Linked DNA regions of Zea mays: all the other regions are linked to region 2. Evidence: chromatin contacts called from public Hi-C data. All regions are on one chromosome and are shown on one strand. Each heading gives the region's core, a stretch centred on a gene start, on an enhancer-like site or on the middle of the called end of the contact. The rest is flanking DNA. Distances are from core to core; before and after follow the strand shown.

The links. A called contact is a pair of places that touch in the nucleus more often than the background predicts.
Region 1: a contact with region 2 is called in a Hi-C map of ear, with 2.0 times the contacts expected there. The contact joins the enhancer-like site here to the promoter of LOC103637733 in region 2. A contact is called at or near these places in 2 of 25 Hi-C or Micro-C datasets (ear and tassel).
Region 3: a Hi-C map of bundle sheath shows a contact between it and region 2, with 6 times the contacts expected there. The contact joins the promoter of LOC103637735 here to the promoter of LOC103637733 in region 2. A contact is called at or near these places in 5 of 25 Hi-C or Micro-C datasets (bundle sheath, ear, leaf and 1 more) and 1 of 3 datasets of contacts at active chromatin or transcription factors (seedling).
Region 4: a contact with region 2 is called in a Hi-C map of leaf, with 2.8 times the contacts expected there. The contact joins the promoter of LOC103637736 here to the promoter of LOC103637733 in region 2. A contact is called at or near these places in 4 of 25 Hi-C or Micro-C datasets (ear, leaf and tassel).

Annotation. Positions count from the first base shown.
Region 1 is chr1:106,418,334-106,421,218 of Zm-B73-REFERENCE-NAM-5.0, reverse strand. LOC103644840 (putative pentatricopeptide repeat-containing protein) reads left to right here. Exons shown (of 4, transcript XM_020542082.1): 2 at 1,365-2,885. Among protein-coding and RNA genes, the nearest start is that of LOC103644840, 7.7 kb to the left of the region's middle. Within about 2 kb of position 1,433, at least 17 of the 20 cell types and tissues checked have an H3K27ac peak or open chromatin away from gene starts, as enhancers often do. A contact at or near this core is called in ear and tassel, where this site is marked.
Region 2 is chr1:105,462,869-105,465,895 of Zm-B73-REFERENCE-NAM-5.0, reverse strand. It overlaps LOC103637733 (probable inactive poly [ADP-ribose] polymerase SRO1), which reads left to right and starts at 1,666. Exons shown (of 7, transcript NM_001428418.1): 1 at 1,666-1,890; 2 at 2,825-3,027. The coding sequence starts at 2,999.
Region 3 is chr1:106,175,805-106,178,619 of Zm-B73-REFERENCE-NAM-5.0, reverse strand. LOC103637735 (glycerol-3-phosphate acyltransferase, chloroplastic) reads left to right here and starts at 1,526. Exons shown (of 14, transcript XM_008660557.4): 1 at 1,526-2,086. The coding sequence starts at 1,807.
Region 4 is chr1:106,259,891-106,262,911 of Zm-B73-REFERENCE-NAM-5.0, reverse strand. It overlaps LOC103637736 (cellulose synthase-like protein D1), which reads right to left and starts at 1,425. Exons shown (of 5, transcript XM_008660569.2): 1 at 1,280-1,425; 2 at 15-1,011. The coding sequence starts at 913.

The sequences.
Region 1 (2,885 bases), core at 184-2,683, 960 kb before region 2:
CACATCCGTTGCCAACCCAAACCAACTTCGTCCCATGTGGAAGTCGACGAGTCCTTAGGAGCACATCGTGCCCTATGTATGCACAAGATTCGGTCCACGCGCCTTGACGCCCATGTAACCACGGTTCCGCCTATGTCTGGTCGTATCCGACTTATAACTTGTGATGCCTAGCCACCCGACCCAACAAGGTCTCTCGAGCGACCCACGGATCATAGTCGAGTTATGGCCACCCAAGGATATCCACCCCCCATAATATAGATTTCTAAAAATAACACATCAGTAAAACCACTTTCAAAACCGTCTCAAGGGATTATTTAGCATTTTCAATAGTTTGAGGGTAGAATACACAGTTTTATGGGACAATTGCATGGTTGACCTTGCTCACGATTTTAAATCCATTTTATCCATATTTTTCGAACTTTGCACCATTGCCCCCTTTTGAAACAAAAACCTTTGTTTGCCCCTATTTCGTTGTAAGCATTATCTAAAAAAATACGTTCGTACCATTGCACCATTGCCCCTTTTATTATCAATTGTTTGTAAATTTGCCCACACTTTGATATAAAAGTTTAGAGTATAAGTATGACATAATTTTGACCTTAAATTTAATTTTTTATTTCAATACTTCGAATTTAATGAAAACACTTATCATCAACTGATTGCTAATTTGCACCCCACGTTGATATAAAAGTTTAGAGTATAAGTATGACATAAGTCCGACCATAAATTTGAACACCAATTATTTCAAGTTCAAAATTTCAATTACTTCGAATTTAATGAAAAAAAATTAAATTTAACATTACATTTAATTTTGTTAAATTATAATGTTAAATTTAATTTTTTATTAAATTCGAAGTATTTGAAATTTTGAATTTGAAGTAATTGATTTTCAAATTTATGATCGATTTAGTCATACTTACTTATACTCTAAACTTCTATTGTAATTAAAATATTAATAAAAAATCGTTAAAATGTAATGTTAAATTTAATTTGTTTTCAATAAATTTGATGTTTTTAAAACTTTGAATTTGGAAAAAAAATGGATTTTCAAATTTATAGTCGGATTTATGTCTTACTTATACTAACTTTTATATCAAAGCGAGAGCAAATTTGCAAAAAAGTTGATAATAAAAGGGGCAAATGGCAACATCGTTATGTGTTTATAACAGAATCAGGTGTTTCGTTTAAAAAAAGAAGCACAATGGTGCAAAATTCGAAAATTAGGGATAAAAATATAGTTAGAATCGTGAGAAGAGACGATCATGCAATTGTCTTTAGTTTTATAGTGAGTGACTGAAGTAGACCATGAGTCCACCACCAATAAGTTGATGGTGCTAATATAATTTTCTTTTCCATTTGTATAGGACGTGGAAGTGGGCTCAGGCTGGGCCCGTGGGCCGCACGTTCATGGGCTACCTGCAGGCTGCAGCTGAAGCAGCGTGCCCACACGCCGCCGCCGTGCGGCAGCCAACCGGCGGCGATTGAGCGCCGCACCGTTGCTTGTGTTCCCTACTTCCCTCCCGCGCGTCGTCTGGGCTTGCAATGCTTGCGACGACGCCTCGGTACCCGCTCACTTGCTTCCATGCTCCACGGCACGCGCAGGAGGACGGCGCCGCTCGCAGCCGCTTTCTTCGCTTCCAAGCCCCAGCCTCAGCCTCCGCCGCAGCTGCCAACGCCGCAGATAGTCGAAGCCGCCGTCGCTCGCTGCCCCTCAGACGGCATCGCGCTCTCCTTCTTCCTGTGGTGTGCCCGCCGCCCCGGCTATTTCCACCCGCCTTCCTCCTTCGACCGCCTCCTCCCCGCCGCCTCCCGCCTCGCCTCTCGCCTCGGCACTGCCAACAAGCTTATCCGCGAGCTCCAGGCCCTCGGCGTCCACGTCAAGCCCCAGACTTTCCTGCTCCTGCTCAGGCTCTACTGGCGCGGGGGGCTCTACCCTATCGTACTCGATCTGTTCTATCAAATGCGCCTTTGGGGATTCCAACCCAATGCCTTCGCCTGCAATGTCGTCCTCGACGTCCAGCTCAGGACAGGCCATCTCGACGCAGCGCGACACACGTTGCAGTACTACCCGGCACCCAATTACCTCACCTACGCCATTGTGCTCACCCATCTCTGCAGGGCTGGGGGCTGGTCAGGAGCCCGGAGTTGTTTTATTGAAATGCTACAGCTGGGGTTTGTCCCAAGTGCAGCTTCTCTCACTGCGGTTTTTGCCTGCTGCAGTAAGGCTGGAACTATGTCTGAGCTTCTGCAGCTGTTTTCTTTCGCGCTTGTTTCGGGTTGCAATCTCACCTCAGCCATGTGGACATGTTTGATCGCTCGTCTGTGCCGTGAGGGGCGACTAGAGGAGGCTTGTAATATGCTTGCAAAGATGGCGGATTCTGGTTCTTCTCCTTCAGTGGTCACCTACACTCCACTTGTCAGGGGATTGTTGCGAGCTGGTAGGCATGAAAAGGCCAGCGAGCTTTTGGGGTCAATGATGTCCGCTAGTTGCAGACCAGACATTGTTTTGTATAATGTTCTGATGGACAGCATGCTAAAGGAGAGAAGATACAATGAGGCACTAAATATTTACATGCATATTCTTGGCAGTCAGATAAAGCCAGATGCATACACTTTATCTACTTTAGCTCAGGTATTGCAGTTTTCACAGAATATGGGCCTTCTTCACAGCTTGATTTTAAGCTCCGATATCTCTCTTGATCTTGTGGCCTGCAATTCTGTGTTGAGTAGTCTGTGCAAATCAGGTTTTCCATCTGAAGCCATCCAATTCTACATTGATAGAATTGACACGTGCACCAGCCCAGACAGCTACACTCATGCTGGGTTACTGGATAGTTTGTGCCAGTTAGGAAGGGTAAACCATGCAATTGATGTCTACCACAATA
Region 2 (3,027 bases), core at 417-2,916:
AGTGTGTCTTATTTTTTTTATACCGTGTTGTGGATCCCCTCATCTGTTATTCAGTGCTCTAAACTGTTATTCAGATCACTAGCTATTGCTTTGGCTATGTGCATGGAACCATGTTCATGTTCTTTGTGTAACCATGTAAACTAAACTGTGTATCAGTTGATGTTACTTTAGTAGTGATAAGTAAAGCTAACATGGAGAAGGAAAATGCAATGGCAATCTACATGAAGCTTGTGGAAAAGGGGTTAAACTCATAATTTATTTTAGTGGCAAAGTTCCTAATAAAGAAGCTTGTACTTCATTTTTATGTTATATTATCTATACGTGTAAATGGAGATGATTTTATGTGATTTGGTGATGGATTAAGTTTGTTGAATATTTGATTTTATTCAAATTAAACTTTGTGTGCTATTTTTAAACATTTTTCTAATGTTCACACAACTATCCGTACGTGTGATGTGATGATGGATGAGTAGTTGCTGTTTGATTTTTTTTTCCTGATTTTGATTTTTTTTTTTTTGCACAAGACGGGTATTTGGCCCCTTGATTGCCAAATATAACAGAGTGAAAAAAATCCTCCATGAAAATTAAAGTATCATTTAAAATACTTTTAAAATCCTCTTGCTGGATTATTTCCCGGGGCTTTTTGTCCTCTCGCTGCCAAACTAAGCTCTAGTGGTCAATCTTCGTATCTGCATTTGTTTCATCAAGACTCGAAGACTTCTGGCAATCAACGATTGTTTGGTAAAGTAGTATTCAATACCTGGCTCTGGCTCTGGCTACATAAAAATCTTATTAGGTCTGCAGTCAGTCGTATCGACTCCGAGTCTGAGGTCTGTTCAGATGATCATTTTTCACACAAGTATTGTATCTAGCACTTAATAAAGTTTATTAGGTGTACACGATGGTGATGGAAATGATGTTAGTTTTCTCTAGTGCGCAGCCATGGAGTAGGAAACCACATAGAAAGCGCAAGTATTATTTAGATCAGCGCCAACAAATCCTCGATGGCGTGGGCCAAAGTTCTCCATAGATTCGTGAAACACGACGTGCAATTAAGTTCAATCCACCAAAACTATACATACTGACACACTAGCCAGCAAATTGATATGGATATCCAGTTGGGCTGCGAAGGCCAATCTGAACGTTGGGCGCAAGAATTCAGAATACGGCATCAGCACGTCGCCTCTGCCCGACACACGCACGCAAACCATTAGAATTTACTCCATAATTTAACGAAAAACAAAAACCTGCAACGTGTGGACGGCCGTGATGCGGCTGCTGTGGGACAGGTACCGTTGACCTCAAGCGTGAACCGTCCGATGCAAGCACGCATGTCGGCATCACGACGTCGCCCGCTCGCCATTTTTTTTGCTTATGGCGCAAGGAAAGAGGCTGGCAACTTGGCATCCAAGTTTAGCGCCTTGCGTACCCGTGCCCAGGTGGGTCCGGACCCATGCGTCGGAGAGCGATCGAGGACGGAGGGCGGTGGGTGGATAGGATAGGCCGGAATAATAATAACGCAGGTGGGGTCACGGCAAAGGCGTGCCGCGTGCGTGGACCTCGCCCTCATCTCTTCTGCTCCGTGTTCAATAATTCCACCACCGCATAGCTCCTGCCTTCTTCCTAGTTCCTACCTTCGCCCCCCCCCCCCCCCCCCCCCGCCGTCGATTCGTGCTGCGCTCACCTCGACCCAGTTCAATATCGCTGGCGAGGGAAGCAGCAGCAGAAGCTCCGGCGAGAACCCCCACCTCCGGCTATCGCCTGGGGATAAAGTGGGGTCGGTAGGGGCGGTGACCTAGGGGGAGCAAAAGGGATCCGATAGGGAGAGATGAAGCAATCAATTTATTCGTCCGCCGTCGCCCCTGCTAACGCCCCCACTACTAACCCTAGGTAAGCGTCGTCGATCGGCGGATCTGCTTGTCTGACTGACTGGTTCCTCGGCGAAGAGGATCCCCTTGTATATTGTATATGTATGTATTTTCGATCTGGAAGCTTTTTTTTTGATCTGTAGCCTTCATGTTCGATTTGTTGGATGCCAATTATATGTGCTATGAAGATGTGAATTGTTGGGGGCTAAAGCAGATTTGAGATCACCAAATCGATTCTTCTATGTATTGTTGACTTTTCAAAAATTTCCATTCCTGCACTGCAGTCCTGTTTAATTACTTGTTAAATTATCCATGGAAACTGAGTGGATTTTGTCAGAATTCCGCTGAATTTTACCCTATGCACCATATTCTGATGTTTACTTCTATTACTTGACTAGTCATTTACTGCCCTGCCATGTGCTCTGCAATGGATATGGTCTAAGATACAAGTTTTCTTGCTCCATGTTCAGTTAAATTCATTGGTTAACTGCTAATTTGTGCATGAAAGAGAATATTTGGTGCTTTAATCCATCACCATAGATTATTTCATAACCATGTTATCTGTAGGTTAGTACAAGCATCTTGCTCCCTCACCAGCAGCAGACCTTCATGGCTAATAATACCATAATAGTAAAAGCCTCTCTATCTGTCTATATGGTTGCAGCACTCCCTAGGCATTGCTAGTCAACAGGTTGACTTATTTTTCATGGAAAGAACATTTTTGCACCACGACATGACAAAAGATGTGTGCACTTCTATAATCTGTTTGGCCATGCTTAACATAACAGCTAGTGACAGCATTAAGATTTGGATTTTTCCCAGGGTCTCACTGGAAAATTGATACCATAGTCATTCCTTTTTTTTTTGAGTGTCCTGCTGTAATCCAATATTGTTTTGCTGCATATAAAGTGCAGCAACAATTATCTTACTGATTTCTGACAATTTTCCCTTAGCAGGATCATACTGTCTTTTGGCGTTTCTTCTCCGGCTCTTTTTCGTTTGCCTGTCGGTTACAAGGTGGAACGTCTTCAGAAGCTTCTCCACTAGATTAGTGTAAATAGTAGACTTGTTCAGGTTTAGTTTGGTTGGAAGAATTAGTTTCTGGTTCGTGTTCATTTCTGCTAGCAATAATGGCTGCGATGAACGGAAAGGTATTGGG
Region 3 (2,815 bases), core at 277-2,776, 710 kb before region 2:
GGGCACTTACCTAGTCTCTACTATTAAGAGCGAAGGGAGGCGTCCATAGGCGAAGGGAGGCGCCCATAGGCCAGGTCATGCCCCCGCCCTCGTCCTCGCCTTTCGGCCTCGGCGCCGACCTCAACCAGCCCTACCCCCGTCGCATCGTCGCCTCTCTACAGCCATGTCAGGGACTCCGAGATGCTACTGGACTCGTTAGTGTGAGAGATGGTGAGGAACTGCAAGTTGGACAATACAGTGAGGTAGTCCGGGATGGAGCCCGTGAGCCCCAGTAGCTGGAACGGGGTCATCAACATGAGCTTCGTGAGCCTACCCACCGCTGACGGGATCTAACCACGCAAGCTGTCTGCGCCATCAATGAAGACGTTCACACGCTCGTGCCTCGTTGCACCGGAGGTGGTCCCACTCGCAGCAGTTGATCGATCTGTTAAGTTATGAGAATTCTATATTGATTTTTTAGAAATAATATTAGATTTGTGTATGAGAATATCGATATATTTGTCTATCATTCAGAATTCTATATTGATTCTTTAGAAATAATTTATACAATATTATAATATTTGTTCGACATCAGTTCATTCTATTGGAGTCGACATATTTATATCGTTAATATAATATTAGTGTTATAGTGATATTTTGTCACACATATTTTATTTATTATAGTAATATTTATCGTTCCGTATCTATGTTTTATATTAATTTTTAACTCTCGTGGCACATACCTAACAAGAAATGCATTATGACCTTCACTTGCAGGTTGATTCCCTGAAGGGGTCTGCTGAAGTTCTGCAGTTTCTGCTGCTGACTTGTGATGCCGTTCCATTCAAATCTTCTGAAACCTCACCTTTTTAAAATCATCAAGTGCAAACTCTACAATTGGATGACGTTCTAAACGAAAAATTTCTGCAAAGAGCGAAACAAGAATAAATCATATAACCGAGACTGGATCTGTTCATGACCATGTCAGAGATGGCCTCAAGCAAAAAAAAAAACAGCCAATATTTTTGTTCATAGAACAGACCAAGGTAGAAAGAGTGACAATACAGACACAGGGATATAGTGTGAAAAGATTTAAATGTGACAATAATGTGGTGGCGTTTAATTCATGGGATAGAAAGGATGGAAAAGGGATATCATAACCTAATGGACCACGAAAAAGTTTGTGTATCTTTTAAGGGCTTATGTGCTATTACTTGCACACTAAATTGTATGAAACTTTAAAGTGAATTTGATCTTTGTATTAGTTTAGTTTTGTGTTGGTTGTTGTTAACGATTTTATAAGATATTAAAGTTATTGTATATAAGTTATAAGTTATTGTGACATTATATGTTCCCGTTGTAACACACGGTCACTCGTCTAATTTATTATCTAAAAACTCAAAGTTGTATTATACAGTCTCTTAGTTGTTTCTCTTATTTTATTTTATCTTTTATTTAGAAACCGTTCTACGGGCTCAGCCATGCCCTAACACAATGCCGTATGTGCCAAAATAAGGGAATAGAAAGGTGCCGTGTCATCCAATAATTTTCCTCGACAAATCCTAACCACACACAAAAGGCCCTATTTTAAATTTCTGAGGAGAAAAACTAAACAGAAAAATCGAGGAAAATATGCTGCTAGCAGGGGTGAGCGGGCCGAGGCTTCTCGTGTCGACTGTCGACGCCTTCTTCGCCCTCTCCGTCCGGCTTCCGCCTCAGCTGAACTCATGCGCTATTTCCCAGGCCGCCATTCCCACTAGGGTTTTCGGATTATTAGGTTTCTAGAACCTTTCTTCGCCGCCCCCCCCCCCCCCCCCCCCAGACCCCATGCACGCTCCGCCGCTGGTCGCGTTCGCAGGGGGCGCCTGCCCCGCTTCCGCTGCCTCCTCGCTGTCGCCCTGGTTGGCCTCGCTGCGGCCCGCCATCGTTGCTGCGCCGGCGAGGCTGCTATGGTTCCGCCGCGGGGCACTCCGGCTGGAAGCCAAGGCCGCGTGGAGGGCTACCGGAGGGGGACGGGGCCCGCGGGTCCCGGCCAAGGGCGCTGTGCTCGCCTCCTATATGGGTGCCGAGGAGGTGGTGGGACCCTTGTCGCTGCTCGACGAGGAAGGTTTGGTTGCTGCTGCTGCTTCCAAATGCAGTCCGCCTTGCGCTTATATTGCCCATATCTCTTTTGGATCGTTACGCACTATAACTGCATTTGCGTCACTATCCGCTGCCACTACTGGTGTCTCTACTCTAGCAATGAAGGCACAGCTGCCCAGCCAAAGTAGTCGTACAACCTAGATACTATGTTGTAGTTCTCCAAGTACTAGATACATCTAAGAAATTCCTTCGTATAAACCAATGTATCTAAGTCTTGTATTTTATTCACTAAAACTCCTTAATATACGGTTTATTTATGTGAGTTGTATGTGTGAAACCGTATCTAGACTTTGAGAACCATGCTAGGGACATTCCTTCACCAAGATATGTCTATTGTGTTTTTTTGCACTTACCCCTTTAAATCTTTAATACTTCTCAAGATACGTATCATTTATGTGGGTTGTACATGCCCTTATGCCAAATTGCTTGCGTAGTCGCATGGAACCAACCTAGTAATTTCACATGCTGACATGCCACATTAGGGCATGTACAATGGGTGTTTCGAGCTGTGTCTTCGAGTGTGTCTAAGTGGGTAAATGTAAAAAGCTCAAGACACGTATCTTGACGAAGACACGTCTTAGCTCTATGCTCGAGACATGAGACTAGCTGATTAGTCAATTTAATTTATTGAATGCTCTGATTTGTACAATGAATATGGTAAGACACATGTTTTAGACACGTCCACTGTATGATA
Region 4 (3,021 bases), core at 176-2,675, 800 kb before region 2:
ACGACGACAAGGACCTGTAAGGACTGATGACGGCTGCTGGAATCCTGAGCTTGCGGGTGAGCGGGCGCCACGGTTTGGTTAAGAGCTCCTTGGGATGCCCAGCCGGGGCACCGCCGTCGGTGTCGTCGTCTGCTTCATCCTGGGGCCAGATGGCGTTGCCATAGCCATAGGTGCCCTTGGTCTGGAAGAGCCAGAGGTTATGATCGAACTCGCCGGACTGGTTGACGTTGGCCTGCTTGACCAGCGACAGGCGCCTCTCCATCCTGTGGCCGTTGGCGCCCGCAGGCCCGCGGGGCAGCGAGAGCGCCCGCGTGACCTCCTCGGCCGCGCCGGCGCCAAGGCCCTCCCACTCGGTGTTCTTGTAAGGCTCCTTGCACCCCGGGCAGACGCCGGCGCCGGCCTTGACGGCGTCGGTGAAGCAGTCGACGCAGACCCTGAAATCGCACTCGCAGGGGAGGACGTCATCGCCGCGGGCGTCGCGCATGGCCCTGGCGTCGCACCCCTCGACCATGCACGCGCTGGGTCCCTTGGCACCGCCGCCGCCGCGGCGCCCGGCGGCGTCGCCGTCGGGCTTGTCCATGACATGCGCGCGGGTGACGGTGTTGAAGCCGCCGGTGAAGAGCGAGCCGGAGACGTAGCGCTGGTCCTCGGCCCTGGCTGTGCCGCTGTCGTCCTCGTCCATGGGCTGGTTGTCGGGCGTCATGGGGATGTGGACGTGGTAGTCCTGGAAGTCGACGCTGCTGATCTCCGAGTCCAGGTCGTCGCGAGAGTAGCTGATGAAGCGCCCAGAGTCGGTCCGGCGCCCGAAGACGACCGTGGGCGCCGACGTGGGCGCCGTGGGCGGCCTGCTGCCGGCGCCCTGCGGCGGCATGCGGCGGGAGCCGCTGTTTTTAAGGATCCCCTTGGACGCCATGGCTGGCTGGCGTCAGTGCTCGTTTAATTAATTGCCCTGCCCCTGCTGGTCCTTGTTGGGAGTCCAAAATGGTCGTGCTCTGCTGTTATTATGGCTATCTGCAAAGAATCCGGTTTGCGCAAGCAAAGGATGGGAAAGTTTTGGCGTGAGCAGATGATGGTGATGCCAAGTTGTTATAATACATGCTATAGCTTTGAGATGGAAAGCATAAATGCGGCAGCAGATCAAAGTCGAAATGGCAACTAGGATAGAGTATAGTAGATGTTTTTATTTGGAGTTTTTTTTTTGCATAATAAACAGATAAAATAAAAGAGACACAGAGAGAATGAAATGGTGAGTGATATGATCAATCGATCGATCCATCACCTTTTGTTCCTCGCTGCAGACAACGACGACTAATCCGGAGTGTTTAGTAGCAGGTCGAGAGAGGCCAAGTCCAAGAGGAGGATGAAAGCGGAACGGAAGAAGCAAAATGGACCTGGGGGGATGGCGCCCATGGAAACGCCAGCTGCCCTGGCACGGTTATTTGAATGCTTGGAGCTAGCTGGAATTGAAGTGGTCGATTGGTCTGGCACGGGGAGGCCGGGACGGGAAGCGGGGTGGGGGCGCACAAACGCGCGCCAAAGCAACGACGACCCACCCCACGTAGTTAGGTGCTCTGCTCCCTGCCATGTGGGGTCCTACCTAACTGAGCGTCTCCTGCCAGCGTAGGGCACCACGATGCAGCACGATGCCGTCAGTTTTTAGCCGTCGCAATAAGGAAAACTCTTGTATCAACCGAGACGGCGTGATGGGCTTCCAACCCAGCACGCGCAAACTTTCAACCAACTTGTAGTTGCAAATTTTCAGTCGCCCACACACACACACACGAAAAAAAAGCATCATCATGTATCAATCATGCCCGGCATCACTCCTGCGCGCCTCCGTCTCGTCTGAGTTGCACGCACGATCAGTAATCCCTTTGATTCTGCTCCCAACTCACTCGCTTGCCTTTGGTTTCATTATCCCTGTGTTTGGATCACGGATGCGCAGAGCCTGGCCACGTTAGCCTGTACACGAAGAGCCAGGCTCCCATTAGACAGTCATCTACTCTCTCCGTTTCTTTTTATTTGTCGCTGGATAGTGTAATTTTGCACTATCCAGCGACAAATAAAAAGAAACGGAGTGAGTAATTAATACGCCAAATTTATTTTTATGGCCTTGACATTTCTATGAACAAAACTAATTTGTTTATTATTTTATCTAATCTTGTTCTAACGTAAGCAACTAAATAATATGGTGTCGTTTGGTTCGTGAACCGTAACGTAAATGACAACACTAACGACTCACACTCAATTACCAGAGATAACAAGTTCGAATAGAATTGTATGAGTTTCTAATATGGTATCTGATTACGGTTAGACTTAAATAAACATGGTTTAACGTTATCGGTTACCAGCATTTGCGTTACAAATATGTGAACCAAACAGCACCTTATATAAATGTATAAACCTGTTCACCTAACCAAACACCCGATTCTCTCGCATATGTTGAGCATGTCTCATGGGAGCTCGGATATGGGTATACGAGTTAGGGTAGTCATACTCTACTGATCCGCAAACCAAACACATCCTTGAGAATCTGCGGCTGCATGTACCCGATAGGGAACCAATCCGGCGCATGAAATTCTATAGCTACGCATTTGACACAAACAACAGAGATTCTGCTCTCGTGTGGGCACTTGCACACCCTAGCTCAGTTTCTTTCAATTCCACGGTTCTTCCACCGCTTCTAATCGCATAAGAATGTGCAGCCATGCATCATGCATGCAAGCACACTGCAGATATCTTGCACGTACACGCGTTGCTTAAATTTCTGGCTGTTTGGTTGAGCGCGTCCGTCGGTGCATAGCCCATCAGATGCAAAAATAAAATTAGTCTACGTGTTTGGTTGCCTGAATTTGCCTTTGGACCAGGCAACGCTCGTGCAAATAGTCGGCTTCATCTAGGCCCGCGGGATACGGCCCAAATCTGCATTCCTGGAGAGCTAGGATGCGCTTGGCCATCTGCTCTCCTCCTCTGGCTCACCATTCACGCAGTCACGCTAGGGTTCCCATCTCCTCCCGCCCT